Linked DNA regions of Mus musculus: regions 1, 2, 3 and 4 are each linked to region 5. Evidence: chromatin contacts called from public Hi-C, promoter capture Hi-C and targeted proximity ligation data. All regions are on one chromosome and are shown on one strand. The core of a region is the stretch at or near the end of the contact, and the rest is flanking DNA. Distances in the headings are between cores, read along the strand shown. Region 1 holds the start of Kmt5b (lysine methyltransferase 5B). Region 2 holds the start of Pacs1 (phosphofurin acidic cluster sorting protein 1). Region 3 holds the start of Tcirg1 (T cell, immune regulator 1, ATPase, H+ transporting, lysosomal V0 protein A3). Region 4 holds the start of Efemp2 (epidermal growth factor-containing fibulin-like extracellular matrix protein 2). Region 5 holds the start of Rce1 (Ras converting CAAX endopeptidase 1).

What was found. Promoter capture Hi-C pulls out the DNA fragments that hold promoters and counts their contacts. Hi-C and Micro-C count contacts between places; a contact is called where the count stands out from the background.
Region 1: a contact with region 5 is called in a Hi-C map of regulatory T cells, with 6 times the contacts expected there. A contact is called at or near these places in 3 of 484 Hi-C or Micro-C datasets (CD8 T cells, embryonic stem cells and regulatory T cells) and 1 of 130 datasets of targeted methods (bone marrow-derived macrophages).
Region 2: a contact with region 5 is called in a targeted proximity ligation map of the SCID.adh cell line, with 6 times the contacts expected there. A contact is called at or near these places in 5 of 39 promoter capture datasets (embryonic stem cells, hippocampal neurons, liver and 2 more), 2 of 484 Hi-C or Micro-C datasets (CD4 T cells and embryonic stem cells), 6 of 130 datasets of targeted methods (the SCID.adh cell line, embryonic stem cells, memory CD8 T cells and 1 more) and 1 of 9 other capture datasets (adipose tissue).
Region 3: a targeted proximity ligation map of pancreatic cancer cells shows a contact between it and region 5. A contact is called at or near these places in 1 of 484 Hi-C or Micro-C datasets (CD8 T cells), 1 of 130 datasets of targeted methods (pancreatic cancer cells) and 1 of 9 other capture datasets (liver).
Region 4: a promoter capture Hi-C map of liver shows a contact between it and region 5, with 2.1 times the contacts expected there. A contact is called at or near these places in 1 of 39 promoter capture datasets (liver) and 1 of 130 datasets of targeted methods (pancreatic cancer cells).

What each region holds. Positions count from the first base shown.
Region 1 is chr19:3,766,526-3,769,319 of GRCm38.p6, forward strand. It overlaps Kmt5b (lysine methyltransferase 5B), which reads left to right and starts at 1,364. Exons shown (of 11, transcript NM_001379678.1): 1 at 1,364-1,815.
Region 2 is chr19:5,271,691-5,274,390 of GRCm38.p6, forward strand. It overlaps Pacs1 (phosphofurin acidic cluster sorting protein 1), which reads right to left and starts at 1,429. Exons shown (of 24, transcript NM_153129.3): 1 at 849-1,429. The coding sequence starts at 1,198. Sf3b2 (splicing factor 3b, subunit 2) reads right to left here. Exons shown (of 21, transcript NM_030109.2): 21 at 2,231-2,700.
Region 3 is chr19:3,905,720-3,908,419 of GRCm38.p6, forward strand. Tcirg1 (T cell, immune regulator 1, ATPase, H+ transporting, lysosomal V0 protein A3) reads right to left here and starts at 1,414. Exons shown (of 20, transcript NM_001136091.2): 1 at 1,300-1,414.
Region 4 is chr19:5,473,305-5,476,004 of GRCm38.p6, forward strand. It overlaps Efemp2 (epidermal growth factor-containing fibulin-like extracellular matrix protein 2), which reads left to right and starts at 1,386. Exons shown (of 11, transcript NM_021474.3): 1 at 1,386-1,470; 2 at 1,757-1,874; 3 at 2,104-2,152. The coding sequence starts at 1,764.
Region 5 is chr19:4,624,256-4,626,955 of GRCm38.p6, forward strand. It overlaps Rce1 (Ras converting CAAX endopeptidase 1), which reads right to left and starts at 1,390. Exons shown (of 8, transcript NM_023131.2): 1 at 1,178-1,390; 2 at 938-1,040; 3 at 758-841; 4 at 430-508. The coding sequence starts at 1,362. It overlaps Gm960 (predicted gene 960), which reads right to left. Exons shown (of 15, transcript NM_001033447.3): 15 at 1,586-1,935. The coding sequence ends at 1,586.

The DNA.
Region 1 (2,794 bases), core at 114-2,613, 860 kb before region 5:
TGAAGTGTCAAGCCCTGTATCTCCTGTGACTGGTCTCCTATGCCCACTGCCCACTCCCAAGATGGTCTGTAGACTGAGGATACAGGTCACACAGCTGAGGTCAGCACAGGAATTCTGGTTTTGAAGAAATATACCTTCCCAGCTATGTGTCCTTAGCAGGTTTCTGTGCCTCTGTTTCCCATCTATGGAAGGGGATAACAAGCGTCGTCAAGTACTCAAGATCAAAGAGGCAAGGGCAATGGGAGCTAAGTTGGTATTTGCTTGACTCTGCTGAGCCATCCTCTAGAAAATGCCTACTATGCTAAGGTATGTGAGTGTTCAGTGTGGTAGTGGTGTTTGCAGGGAACCGAGGCAGGCTGGGGCCCTCCTGCAATGGCCTCAGCTGTTCTCCCTGTCTCATGTGTCGCTGGAGTTGCATTCTTTCTTTCCATTGCCTGGACATTTTCGTACCTTTCCATAACACCCTCCACCTCACTCAGGTGTTTGCTTCAATACGTGACAACCTCAAACACCTCCTTCAGGTCCCAACCACCTGCTTCACTTTAAAGCCTGCGTTTTTCATAGAATAGTGTATAAGAGGCTCTGGCTCCAGCCCTGAGTAGTTGAAAAGTCACCCAACTAGTCCATGCCTCAATTTCCCTGTGTGTAAACTGGAACCCACAATACTCTCGACCTCTGGGGATTACCCTGAGGGACAAATAAAGGGACACACCAGATCGTTGGGAACGACGTCTGGTTAGGGACAAGGATGTGACCCTCGTTATTGTTGTGAGGCACCCCTTATCCAACTGCAAGATCCAAGGGGTGGGGCTTCACCATACCCCAGGCGTGGGTGCAAGCCACTCCGGATCTTCCGCCCCAAGCTCCCGGAGGACCAAACCGCCTTTCTTGCGCCGGTTGAGCCCGAAGAGGGCGAGGAGTGGCTGCGTCGTGGAAAGGTTGTCACTCAGTAGGTGCTCAAGGAGCGGCCGGTGTCAGCACGGGGGACCCAAAGCACGCTCCCTCCCCGCCTCCCGCGTGGTACCGTTCAGGTGGCCCACATGGTCTTGAAGGGTGTTTCTGCTTCCAACGACACCCATCCCCACAACAAAGAAACTCGCCATTCCCGGCCGCCTCCCCTCAGTGCACCCCGGAGGCACAGCGGGCCCGGAGCGCCGTGCGCCTCGCAGTTGCCCCCTGAAATCGCAGCTCGGGAGCTGTCCCTGGTAGGTGCAGGTGCGCACGAGACGGGGGCGGGGGCCAACCCCGCGGGGCAGCAAGCGGCCGGGGTACTAGGTGGCGCCCACCGGGCGCGCGGCGACGCCGCCTCCACCGAGATTTAAAGGGCAGCCGGGCGGAGGGATCTTCGAACGACTCTCGCTGCGATCCCTCCGCCTCGAGGCTCAGCGACGGCAACGACGTGGTTTCTTTGGTGGTGGTGGTGGGGGGGATTTACTCTTGTGCCTCCGCTGTCGGGTGCCGCGGCAGGGAACTTCATTCTCTCTGGTGTCTCTCAGCCTCTTCCCGCAGAATTCCGTCGAAGCCATCGCGGCCACTAGCGCGGAGCAAAGGTGCGCGCACGCTCGGTGTCGGCGTGGTGTCCCTCCGCCGTCAGTCGTGGACTCCTTTTCGTGTCCTTCCACCGAGCCCGGGCGGTGTCCGGGTGGCTCACCGGGGGCGGCGACGCGTCTGCGGCGCGGCAGCGAGGCTCGGGGGCTATGAGGTGAGGACGCCCGGGGACCGGAGGCGGCACCCGGCGCTGCGCGAGAACGCAGGACGCGAAGCCCCGAAGTCGGCGGATGCCTCTCAGATCCCGCGACTGCGCGCGAGGTGGAGGTGAGGCCCGAGGACTGTGAGGCGGGGGTGGCCCGGCGCTGCGAGCCAGGGCTCGGGGACAGGGGCTTGGCGCGGGCCGCGGTGGTGGCCGTGGCGGCAGGGTTGGGGGGGCCCCTCGGCGGACGCGGACTCCTTTATTTCCCCCCCCCTTCCGTCAGCGGAGGCAGCGGGCGGTGCTACGTCCGTGCCGCCATATTGGATTTTACTCTCCAATTTTTTTTTCTGAGGAAATATTTTTTGGTGATTAATTTTTCTGGAGGGACCAAAAAGTGTAGCCGGGCGCTTCGGGAGCTCGGTGGCGGAGCTCTTGGACGGGCCCGGTGCTGGAAGACCGGCAGTGCTGGCGGTGAGCCGCGGAGGACGTACGTGCGTGCGTGCGTGCGTGCAGGAACCGGGCCGCGGGGCGGGGCTGCGGGGCCGGGGCGGCCGGGCGAGCGAGCACGGCCTGCAGTGTTGGCGGCGGCCGGAAGGGAGCGGTAGCGGTCGGCGAGGGCCGGGTCGCGGCCGCACGAGGGGAGCTGCTCGGCCGCTCGGGATTGGGGGACTGTGTTTTTCCTCTTCTCCAATGGGCGGCCGGCAAGCGTCTCGCCCAATCTGCTCGCGCCGGCTCGCCGAACTTTCGGTTGTTTTTGTTTTGGCCCGAGCCTCGTTTCCTGTTGCTCCAGGCTCAGACTGTCGCGCGCGGGGGTGGGGTGGGGGTGGGGGGCAGTCGCTCGGGCCCCACGCAGTGGCACTGGCGTCACTCGATCTGTCATCCGCTCGTTCAGCCAGAGTGCAAGAAGGAGAGGAGGAGACGTGAAGTTCATCTTGAACTTTCTGATGGCGCTCACTCTGAGACAGTCCTCTCAGAGGAGCAGACAAGATGGATTGCCTGACTTGATTTGTTTGTTTGTTTTTTAAACCTGCTTTCTAGACTTAAAACTGTCTGACACAGGCCTGAGGGGTTGGGAGGCTGCCGAGTGGATGGATTCCTTAGAGG
Region 2 (2,700 bases), core at 179-2,678, 650 kb after region 5:
CAGGCATTTCTTTGTGCTTACTGGGCAAAACCAACCCTGCAGGCTGTCTTAGCATAGGGTCAATCCAACACACTGTCCCCAAAGAAGTATATACAACAACTGCTTTGCCATAGAGAAACAAGCATAATTTTTTGATGCAAGTTTTCAGATAGTTCCAATGGACAGAAAAATGGGTTGAATTTAGGAACAAGGCAGTCATTTTACAGAGCTCATAGGAACCTGGAGACTCTGTGACCAGTATCTAGTGGAGGAGGAAATGAAAACTTGCATTTAAGAACACATTCAACTGATGTCCAAACTAAGAGCACAGAGTACCCAGAGAATGTGTGTAGCATGAAGAACATATGAATGTATGTACTGAACCCCCAAGTGTTAACCAGCTTTACCTGCAACAGGTGACAAATGAATTTGGCACATGCTAAGTACGTTGGGAAAGAACTATATCAAAGCCATCTTTACCACATCTGTGTAACATTAACATATGTACAGCCCACGGGCGCCAGTGAGGCAGGAAGAAGAGTGACTTACTGACCGTAAGGAAGGCCAGATTCGGTCAGACCCAGCCAAGGAAGGCCACTGGGCTGGGTCCCCGAGGCCACCATTGCTCCAGGAGGACAGGAGGGTGGTTCGAGCCAAGGCGGAAGGTGGGACTGCTGGAGAGGGCAGGCCCACACAACAGTCTTGGAAGGCCCAGGAGAAGACAGCCCCCACCCCCCAAAGCCAAGATGAGCTAGGAGTGGAGGACGTACCCTCCACTCGCCCCGGAGAGATGGGGAGGCGGGGCCTGTCACAGAGCCAGCCTGGCGGTCCCCTAGGCCAACACCTTTTCCCAGCCGCCCGTTGCTCACCTGGGCACGCAGCTGGATGAGCTCCGGTCCACCTCCCAGGTAGCATACAAATTCATCTGCACTGGGGCGGGGGTGCGGCCTGGTCCTGGACCGCCCGGAGGCGCAGAGCCCGAGGCCACCGCGACGGCCATGGAGGTGGAGGTGGAGGAGGACGAGGAGGAGGCGGCCGCAGCCGAGGTGGACGAGGAGGACGAGGTGGCCTGGGCCAGCTTGGGGGGCGTCGGCTGTTGAGGCTGCGGCGGCTGCTGCTGCGGCTGCTGCTGCGGGGACTGGGCGACCCCAGAGCCCCGCTGACTGCTGCCGCCCCCGGAGCCTCCGGGACCACCGCCCGCCCCTCCGCGTTCCGCCATGGCCTGGCCAGGGGAGGAAGGGGCGCGGGGCTTACGCAGACTGAGGGCACGCGAGCGACTCTCAGGCTTCCCCCCGCGGCGGCAGCGGCTCAGCGCGTCTCCTCAGAACGCCCGGCGGAGCGCGAGCCACCAGCGAATCTGCACGCACGCGCGGGCTTTCGCTGCGCGCGGTCCTCGCGCTCGCCCGCCGCCGCCTGTTGCGGCCCGCGAGGCCCAGACACTGGGTGGGCGTGTCCGAAAGGGGCGGGGAGCCGCGGCCCCACCCAGACCGGCGCCGAGGGGCGGGGCCAGACTCGCGCTCGGCCCCGCGGCCCCCGGGAAGGGGCTACAGCCCGCGCGCTCTCGCGGCGCGGCCCTGGAGTCCCTAGCAGGCCTCGGCGTGCAGGCTCCGCGCCCCTCCTCCCTCCGCCCTCCTCGGGCGGCTGCTACCCCGCCAGCGGAAACCCGGGTTTTCCGGGGCGCGGTCCCGGACCGGAGAAGACTGTACGAGAGCGCGCTCAGCCCCTGGGATCTGCAGTACACGTAGTTCTGGTCACGCGTTGCATGGAAATCGGATAGCCCGCTGTGGCGACCCCTTCTGTGGTTATTTCGCCCACTTCTGCAAAAGAAGCAGTAGGTAGAGATCCAGGGGCCGGCCACCACCTAAGGAGCTTAAGTTCCAGCTTGACTGTGGGCAGGAGCCAGTTGAGCTAAGGTTGTCTAGGTCCAACAGCCTTTCTTGGTACAGCGCCCCCGACACAGCCTTCTTTACAAAAGTCCCAGAGTGCCTCGGTGCTTTCTCAATTTCTAGAATTCTATTTCTCTCAAGGCCTGATCAGCTGCCATCCCCACACACCCCCACCCTACCTAGAGCTCTTGCACTCTCCTACACCCACACCTTCTCCCCAGTACTTGAGCAAATGTTATGGAATCCTGTGCTCCAACCTAGTCTAGTTTTTCAAAAAACTTCTCAGAACTCAGTGACGAAGACAAAACAAGCCCTTCAAACCCACCCACCCACCAACACACACACACACTAGTAAATCCAAGTAGTTAGCCAGTACTCTGGAACAATTGAGATTTTATTTAGAGACAGATGTTCTCCAATAGGTAAGAAATCGGCCTTTCTGCCACAAGGTCAATGAGGAAGGCCTGACCTGGCCTACTTCCCTAGCCTACAGTTACTTCCCAGCCTAGCCACGGTGCTAAGCTGGCTATTTTTATTCCCCACGGACAAAGCAGTAAGGTCAGACCAGACCCAAAGGTACCTTCAGCAGAGCCTTCACACACAGGAGGGGTAGGGATAGTGAACTACCCACAAGTTCAGTTCAGAACTACAGTCCCATAGTCCTATGGGCCATCTGTGATTACAGGCAAGAAGTAGATGCTTTTGCAGAAGCTAAAAGAGAGAGAGGTTCAAGAGCGCCTGTATTCATCCTTCCTTGGGAAACAGCTTTATTTACAAAACAAGTCTAAAATAAGAACAGGAAGTGACGAGCCTAGGGAGTCCAGATCTAGCTTTA
Region 3 (2,700 bases), core at 164-2,663, 720 kb before region 5:
GGTCTGCCCAGCAGACCACTTCCTCCCTAGGTCTGGTTTACTTAAGGGGAAACCACAGTCCTGTCCCCAGCTTGGGAAAGGAAAGAATTCAGATGGTAGTCAAGGGCTTCAGAAGAGCCAGGCCCTGCACAGGCAGGGGTGAGCAGGGAGGGCTGGGTGCACAGAGCCAGGGACTAAGTCTCTAGGGTCCTCCCCAAATTGTAAGCAGCTATGTGACACTGGGTAAGTCACTTGCCCTCTCTGGGCCTGTTTCCTCTTTGATTGAATTGGCCACCCCTGGCAGGAAAGATGTGAGTGAGGAGATAAACGAAAAATCAGACTCCCCACATCTTACTTCTTTCTATAAACACCCCTTCCCCCCAATTCCTAGTGGACAACCCAGCCTTACGATTTTTTTGTTTGTCCGTTTTTCAAGAAAGGATTTCTCTGTGTAGCCTTGACTGTCCTGGAACTGGCTCTGGGGATCAGACTGGCCTTGAACTCAGAGATCAGCCCACCTCTGCCTCCTGAGTGCTGGGATTAAAGGCTTGTGCTACCACCACTCCTCCTATCCTGGCCTTAATTTATAAATGGGCCAACCCAGGTGGAGTAAGGTGAAGTCTAAGGTCACATGGCCAACTAGAACCACACCACAGAGGGGTCTGTCCCAGACAGAGGGACGCTGCTCTGACTTGGCACATCCTGCCTAGTCCCAGCGCCATAACCACCAGCACTCGGGTGCTCCAGCCAAGGGATGCTAGACATGTACATGCAAGACAAACGGAAGTTCCCCCATGCTCCCTGCAGACAGTCCACATTACATACCTTGATTTTGTTACTAGGTCCTGTCCTGTAATCTGCGAGCTAGACCCACACACACCACTCGCGATCTGGCCTTCCCCTGAGGCCCCGGTGTTCTGCCTTACTCCTGCACCCCCTTTCCTAGTCTTCCTTCAACCCCTGCCTTTTCTCCCAGACCCTGCTCTTCGGAGGATGAGGAGAGGGGCTGGAGTCTGCCTTGAGCCCGGCCACTTCCTAGTAGGATGGCTTCCGTTTCCTCATCTGTAGAATGGGTCCCTCGTTCAGAGCCAGACGCAGCAGGGGCCTCCATGAGCTCAGGCTCTGAAGTTTCCCGGAGCTAGCAACCTATCCTCTGCTTCTCCTTGCGGCCTGCCTGCATCCCAGACTGCCTGACACGGTCGCGTGGCCTCTGAGTTGCCTCCACCCGGAGTCGGGCAGGGCGCCTGGACCCTTGTCCAGGCGGAGGAAGAAGCAGTTGGTAGGCAGGGCTGGGGTTCCTCAGTTTAGCAGGACACTCACCCAGGTGGACTCTTCGCTCAACTTCGGCTTAGGATCTGAGCCCGCCCTCCGGCCAGTGCAGCTCACTCCAGCTTCGAAATACCGGAGTGGGTGTGGCCTGTGACGGCCTGCCCACTGCCCGCCCTGTCCCGCCCCCCACTGAGTTCGGGCGCGGGGTGGGGGTGGGGGTGAGGGCGGTGTCTGGACGCCCCGGAATCGTTTAATCCCGGGAATCGGGAGATAACCGACAAAAAAATCCCGATAATCGGGAGATGACAGGTAGGACCTTAAGGATAGGCCACCTTCACCTTCCTAGTACGTACAATCTGCTTCAAGCTACTTCGCTATTGTGCAAGATCGGCTGCTACCCAACCTCACCCAGCTCAGACTATGCTGGGTAAGGGTGGGCCCACGCTATGGGCCCCTCTCCACTGGCAGCAGGGTGTTGGTTGGGCCAGTCTCTGCGGAGGAACTTGACCCAGGAGCCTGGAGACTCCAGAAGTGCCTCAACCTCCTTCCTAGCCCTTGAGGTATGGAAACTGGGATTCAGGACCATTCAGCTGCCTGTACTTTGGACAGGCTGGACTGTACCCAATGGGGACCAGAGGGACAAGGGGCCCCTCAGCTGTGCTGACCCTTGAGCCCCATTCAATAAACAAGGGCTCTAATGTGTGGGGGGAGTATAGAATGGAAGCCTAAGGCAACCTGAAAACTGAGTCGAAGTGGGTAGGTATCCCCAGAAAACAGGTATGACATGGGTCTGAGGTGACTTGGTGAGGACCCTCACACAAGTGTACCAGGGGGCACAAGCCAGTGCTCTTCACTGTGGGGGAACAGACAACAGACGGGCCATAAAGCTGTAGTTGTGAATACAGTAGAAGTGTACATAAGAATAGGAGAACCAAGCTAGCAGCAGTCCCGTCCCCCCCCCCACACACACAATGTGTGTGTGCCCACACAGGGTCGGGGTAGAGGTGAGGGCGGTGTCTGAAACGGTAACAAGTATAACACCCACACTTGGGAGGAGTCAGAGAACTTAGTGGGCAAAGGGGATGTAGTAGCCAGAGGCAAGGCCAGCTCAGAGGCAGCAGGACCTATGTCATTCCCTTGTGACTGTCACCCCCTAGCAAGCTTCCTGTTCCCCAAAGGACACCCTGACCTTAGGGATGTTGGGTGCAAGTGTGCGGCTACACTCCCCGTGCAGGCACCCATGGAGGCCTGAGGTGAGCAGCAGGAATTTTCCTCAGTTGGCCACCTGTTGCACTCAGTTTTTGAGCCAGTCTCTCTCACTGAACCTGAAACTTGCCATTTTGATTAAGTTTGGCTAGCCAGGGACTCTGGGATCCACTTGACTCCATCCTCCAGCAGAGGGTCACAGACATGTGGCCACACTAAGCTTTTCTGTGCAATCTCAGGATAAGA
Region 4 (2,700 bases), core at 136-2,635, 850 kb after region 5:
CAGCCCTAGCATAAAGGCCAGCTATAGTGGTGATGCAGGTTTGTAACCCTTAGAGGGCCAGGGAGGTGAAGACTGGCAGACCACTCTGGCACTCTGGCCACGCAATCTAGCTAAATTAGTAATTTCCAGCGACAAACCCTGTCTTAAAACATAAGGTGAATAGGTACACACGAATATACCACATACATTACCACTCAGACAGTTAAATGAAATGAAGCAGATTTTTTTTTTTAAACGTCAAGGCAGAGCGGAGCATGGTAGTGTACACCTTTCATCCCAGAGCCTAGGAGGCAGAAACAGGCGGATCTTTGTGAGTTCGAGGCCTCATCTACTTAGTGAGTTCCAGAACAGTCAGAGTTACACAATGTGAGACCCTGTCTCAAAATGACAAAACAAAAACAAACAAACAAACAAGATGGAAAGAGGTTGGGTAAGGGAAAGTTAAGGAAGACCTGGTTATTGCCGCTAGCGGTCTGGGCCAGGCACGGGAACCCTGGACACGCAACCCTTTCCCGTCTAGGCCCGCCTTGAGACGTGGGCAACGCGAAGTCCCGCCCATTCACCCCTTCCTGGGCGCTGGAGGCACCCAGACTCCGCCTCCAAGGCATGATCTCCGCTGGGGGCGGAGGCGGAAACTGGGTGGGGGACTTGGATGGGAAGAGGCTCGGGAAAGGGCTGGCACTGGGCCCTAGTGTCCTCCGCGCCCAAGTTCAAGCTTGCCCGCCTTCCCAGGGGCTTCCATTCATTTCGAGCCAAGAATACTGCTGCCCTCTCCCCCATACTACTGTAGTTTTGCGCTGGCACGGCTTGGGGAAGCAGTACCCCAAGTAAAGAGACCACCTGGAGGCCGTGGATGTGGATGCAGAGGGAATTGGACAATTAATTTGGACAATTAATTAAGTTGGACGAGGGTCTGGAAACCTTGGATGAAGTTTTAGGATCATCTAAGTGATGATGGTTTAACACTGGATAAAATTCTGAAAGGAGTAGAATTTGAAGCTCTGAGGATTAAATGCCTAGTAGGTTCTGGGAGGCGCAGAATCGGGTTACACGGAGGTGCGAATGCACAGCATGGGATTCCGGAGGCACAGGTTAGATAGGGTCTAGGTGGGCAGAATAACATTTTGAGTGAAGGCCCGGGGTCCTTAGGTGAGTTTGGGGGCCAAGCATCAAGGTCAGTGGCCTAAGGATCCAAACTTTGGGAAACTCTGGCTGGGCGTCCGCAGGCGACTCCAGGCAGCGCCGCGGGGGACCGGGTGGGGGCCTGTGGCCGGCCGGGGCGGAGAAGCCGGGGGGTCGGGGTCCCTCCCCCTGGCGCGGGCTCAGGAATCCGCCGAAGGGCGGGCGGAGGCGCCGGGGTGGGCCGCGGCCGGCGGGCGGGCGGGGGGCGCTTCCTGGGGCCGCGCGTCCAGTGAGCTGCGCGGTCCGTCCGTCCGTCCGCCCGCCCGCAGGCACTGCTGGAGTCGACGCGTGAGTGGCCTCCAGCGGAGGGAGGGCGCGGGCCGTTTGGCGGCCGAGTCGGTGCTGCGCGGAGCGGGGAGGCCTGCGCTTCACGACTCGCGGGGCGGGGGCGGGGCGGTCCGGGATTGCGGGCCTGGGCCATAGGCCTGCGAAAGGATTCTGTCCCCAGCCCTGGAAGGTTCCAGCCTCAGCACAGTCCTGAGACGAGACAGCTGGGACCCAGGCTCCCCTTCCAGATAGAGGGAATGGGGGGTGCTGTGGCAGAAACCCCTGACTTCTGCCCACCACCTCCCAGCCTCAGGATGCTCCCTTTTGCCTCCTGCCTCCCCGGGTCTTTGCTGCTCTGGGCGTTTCTGCTGTTGCTCTTGGGAGCAGCGTCCCCACAGGATCCCGAGGAGCCGGACAGCTACACGGTGGGGACCGTGGGGTCACCAGCTTGGGATGGGATGGGAAGGACAGTGAGATCAGGATCCTGGGGAGGCTGCTTCTGGGCAAGATTCTCCCCGGCTTGGTTGGTGGAAAGCTGGAGGCCATTGTGTGGAGCTGACCCGAGCATGACTCTGAACTCTGGCCCTGGTCTTGGCCTGGCTAGTTGGTGGAGACAGCCAGGGTGGTCACTGGCCACATCGGGTTCCCTTCCAGGAATGCACAGATGGCTATGAGTGGGATGCAGACAGCCAGCACTGCCGGGGTGAGTCTCTGTCTGGGGTACTAGCCATCTTCAGGAACTGGGAAGGGGGTTGTTGTTTCCCAGGGATACCTTACCTCCCAGAGCTGCTGCAGGAACTTGATGGCCCTTTTCCCTGTCCAGCTTGGTAGCCAGCCATGCTTCCCTTGTGCCACTCAGTTAGGAGCCCTGCCCCTTCAAGAAGCTGGACAAACGGCCTCTATCCTGCAGGAGGGAAGGGAGCACCTGGCTATTGCCCAGAGAGAAGGAAATACGCACACCTTCCCTGGACTGCACTGTACCTGCCTAGCCCAGCTCTTTATCCCAATGCAGCCTGGGAGAGCCGTGCATGCCCCGTGGGTCGGCAGGCCCGCAAAATTTCTCTTGGGCAAAGGTAGAGGCAGGGATTTGAGGAGGCAGGAGAATGGAGATACCAGTGTGAAACAGGGGGCCCCACTCCCAGTCCTGCCAATCCCTGGCAGGGCTTCTGGGTCAGCAGCCTTAGTTTGCCTAGCAGAGAGAAAGTCTTGCTCTGTTGCTCAGCTTAGAGAAGGCCAAGTTGGGCATCTGCC
Region 5 (2,700 bases), core at 140-2,639:
TCGAGCCAAACTCAGTTTAGGAGATCCTGGGAATCAGAATGGGGAAGGGAACAAGCCTTATCAGACCAAATTACAACGGCTTGAGATGGCTGGCAGCAGGAAGGGAAGGCAGCAGTAGATGAGGGAGTCACAGAAAATTCCAGAGGCACCCAAATTTTACCAAGGCCAATCTTTGGGGAAGCCAAATGATGAGAGAGCAGGGGAAGATGCTGTCTGGCCCATATCAAGTGCTGTTTGTGGTCCAGACAGGCCTCCTTGAGTATCACACTTACAGGGTACTCAGCAATGTAATCCATTTTACTGATGTGGAAACACACGCTGAGAGGTGACATCTCACCTCTTCAGTCCAGATCACACCATCTCACTGACTCCTTTCCCCAGTGTTCTGGACTGCCTGTGCCTACCTTTTCCTCAGTCTTGAAGACTCACCCAGGACAACCTTCAGCCCATCTGTCAGGTCACAAGGGCAATCCATAGAGAGCTGCATCAGTGGACCCAGGAAAAGGATCTGGGGGGGGGGGGCAAACATAAAATGAAAGCCTTTTACCACAATCCAATGACCTTGCCCACACCTATGCCCTTGGTCAGCCTCACCAGACCTCAGGTTTCCTGAGTTCTAGGGTTTCCCAGCCATGTACACCAGAAGCTTAGGGGGCCACATCATAATTCCTGTCTTCCATCTGCCAAAAGCTGTACCCAAGCAGGGCACGTCATTACACTAGTGACAACAGAGTTGGAAAAATAAAGCAGGACTCACCATAGTTAGCAGCAGGGGCAGCAGCGCTGCTGGGAAAATGCCCTCCAGCCTGAAGCCCATCAAGGTAAGCAGTGATGTGCCTGGCTGAGCCACAGGAAAGGGGGCGTTAGTGATGTTCCCTCCCACAAAATTCTAGATTCTTCCCCTAGCTGCCCTGTGCCCCACCCACCTCCTTCGCACCTGGATGCCAGTGAGTTCCCTCCAGAGCAGCACGCAAAGAGGGGACAAGCTGGACACTACCAGGACACTGGTGGAACGCCGCTTGATAACAGCGGGGTGGTCCCTAGGAAAAGGGACAGTAAGTTCCGGGGGGCCTGCAGCAACCACGCCAACGCGGCCCCACCCCCGTCCGGCCCAAGCTCCGCCCGCAGCCCCGCCCCACGAGGGCGCAGATCCCGGCCGCGCGCGCATCCCCCGCACCTGGGCAGCTCGCTCTTCCACACGTAGAGGCTGCCCACGTAGGAGCAGGCGAGGCTGAAGCAGGAGAACACAGACACCCAGCAGCACAGCCCCGAGCCCGGGCCGCTCAGCGCGGCTGACTCGGGCTGCCGCTCTGGCCGCGATACCGACAGTAAACGCAGCCCGTCCCCGCCCAGCGCCGCCATCACGCCCGGACCCGTGGCGCGCGGCAGTGACGCGACGGCGTAGGTGACGTCAGGCGGCGGCGCGAGTTGTCGGGTCCCCCGGGCGCCCCTCCCCTTGCACGATAGTTGATACTTTGTGCTTGGAACGGCTTTATTGAAATACAGAAGTTGTGACACACGTGTCCCGGGCTTCCTTGGCTTGCTGGGCGTCTCAGAGAGAATGCTTAGGACCTGTGTCCCGGATTCAGCCACTCGGACAGATTGGATACCTCCTGTAGCCACAAGTCCTGCGGGAGCAGAGGAGGCGGTGGTGAGGACCCGGCGGTGGTAGCTCAGGCCCGCACCCGCCCTGCTCTCGCTGCGGTACCTCCAGGCCGCCCGCAGGGCTAGCTGCCTCTGCCGCCTGGGCCCTGCCGTGGGCCGCTTGGGTCTGCGATCCTCTAGCAGTGAGGGAGACCTCGGTGAGCTCGCGGTCGCGCGTGGCGGATTTTGGCGGGCTCCGGTCTCTTGCTGAGCCCAGAACTCGCGATTCTTCCCTGCCATGGTTGGGGCTGCCCCTCTTGGGCCTCTTGTTTTCTGCTTGCCCGATGGATTCTAGGAGAGAACAAGCCCATTTCATCTTACTCCCGAAGATTTGTGCCAATGCTACAGAGATTGTTGGGGCAGGGGTATCGTTCTAAATTAACTCTCCCGCTCCACCTTTCCGGATGAAAACATTTCAGTACCTGACCTCCCATGATAGGCGACATCTAACTTTCCGCCCAAACTAGGTGATATGCATTTCAAGTTCCTCTCTGAACCTAAGCTTTGCTTCGGGCAATAAGCAACTCAATCTCTCTCTGGTATTGTTCTAGGCAGTTACTACAGAGGCAGCTTTTTGTTGTTGATGTTCAGACAGACTCTCTTGAAACCCAGGCTAGCCTTAAAGTGATCATCTTGCTTCTAACACCCAAGTGCTGGAATTAGACACTCGTGAACATGCTTTAGCTCAGCGGTTCTCAACCTGCGGGTCGCACATCAGATACTTACACTGTGGTGCATAACAGTGGCAAAATGACAGTTAATTAGTAACACTGAAGATAACTGTATGGTTGGGGATCACCACAGCACGAGGCACTGTATTAAAAGGTGGCAGCGTCAGGAAGGTTGGGAACCACCATCACTAATCCGTAGTAGATCCAGTTTTGGAAGAACAAACACAGAGGAGGATCAAACTCGGTATTGACAAGCAAACCAACTCTGACACTGAGCTACATCCCCAGCCTCGCAGGTGCAGATTTACAGAGTCTTGCCTTGGCTGATTCCTCCTGAGTCAATGAATGCACGTTTCTCTGGAAAGGCTAATGTGCACATACTAAG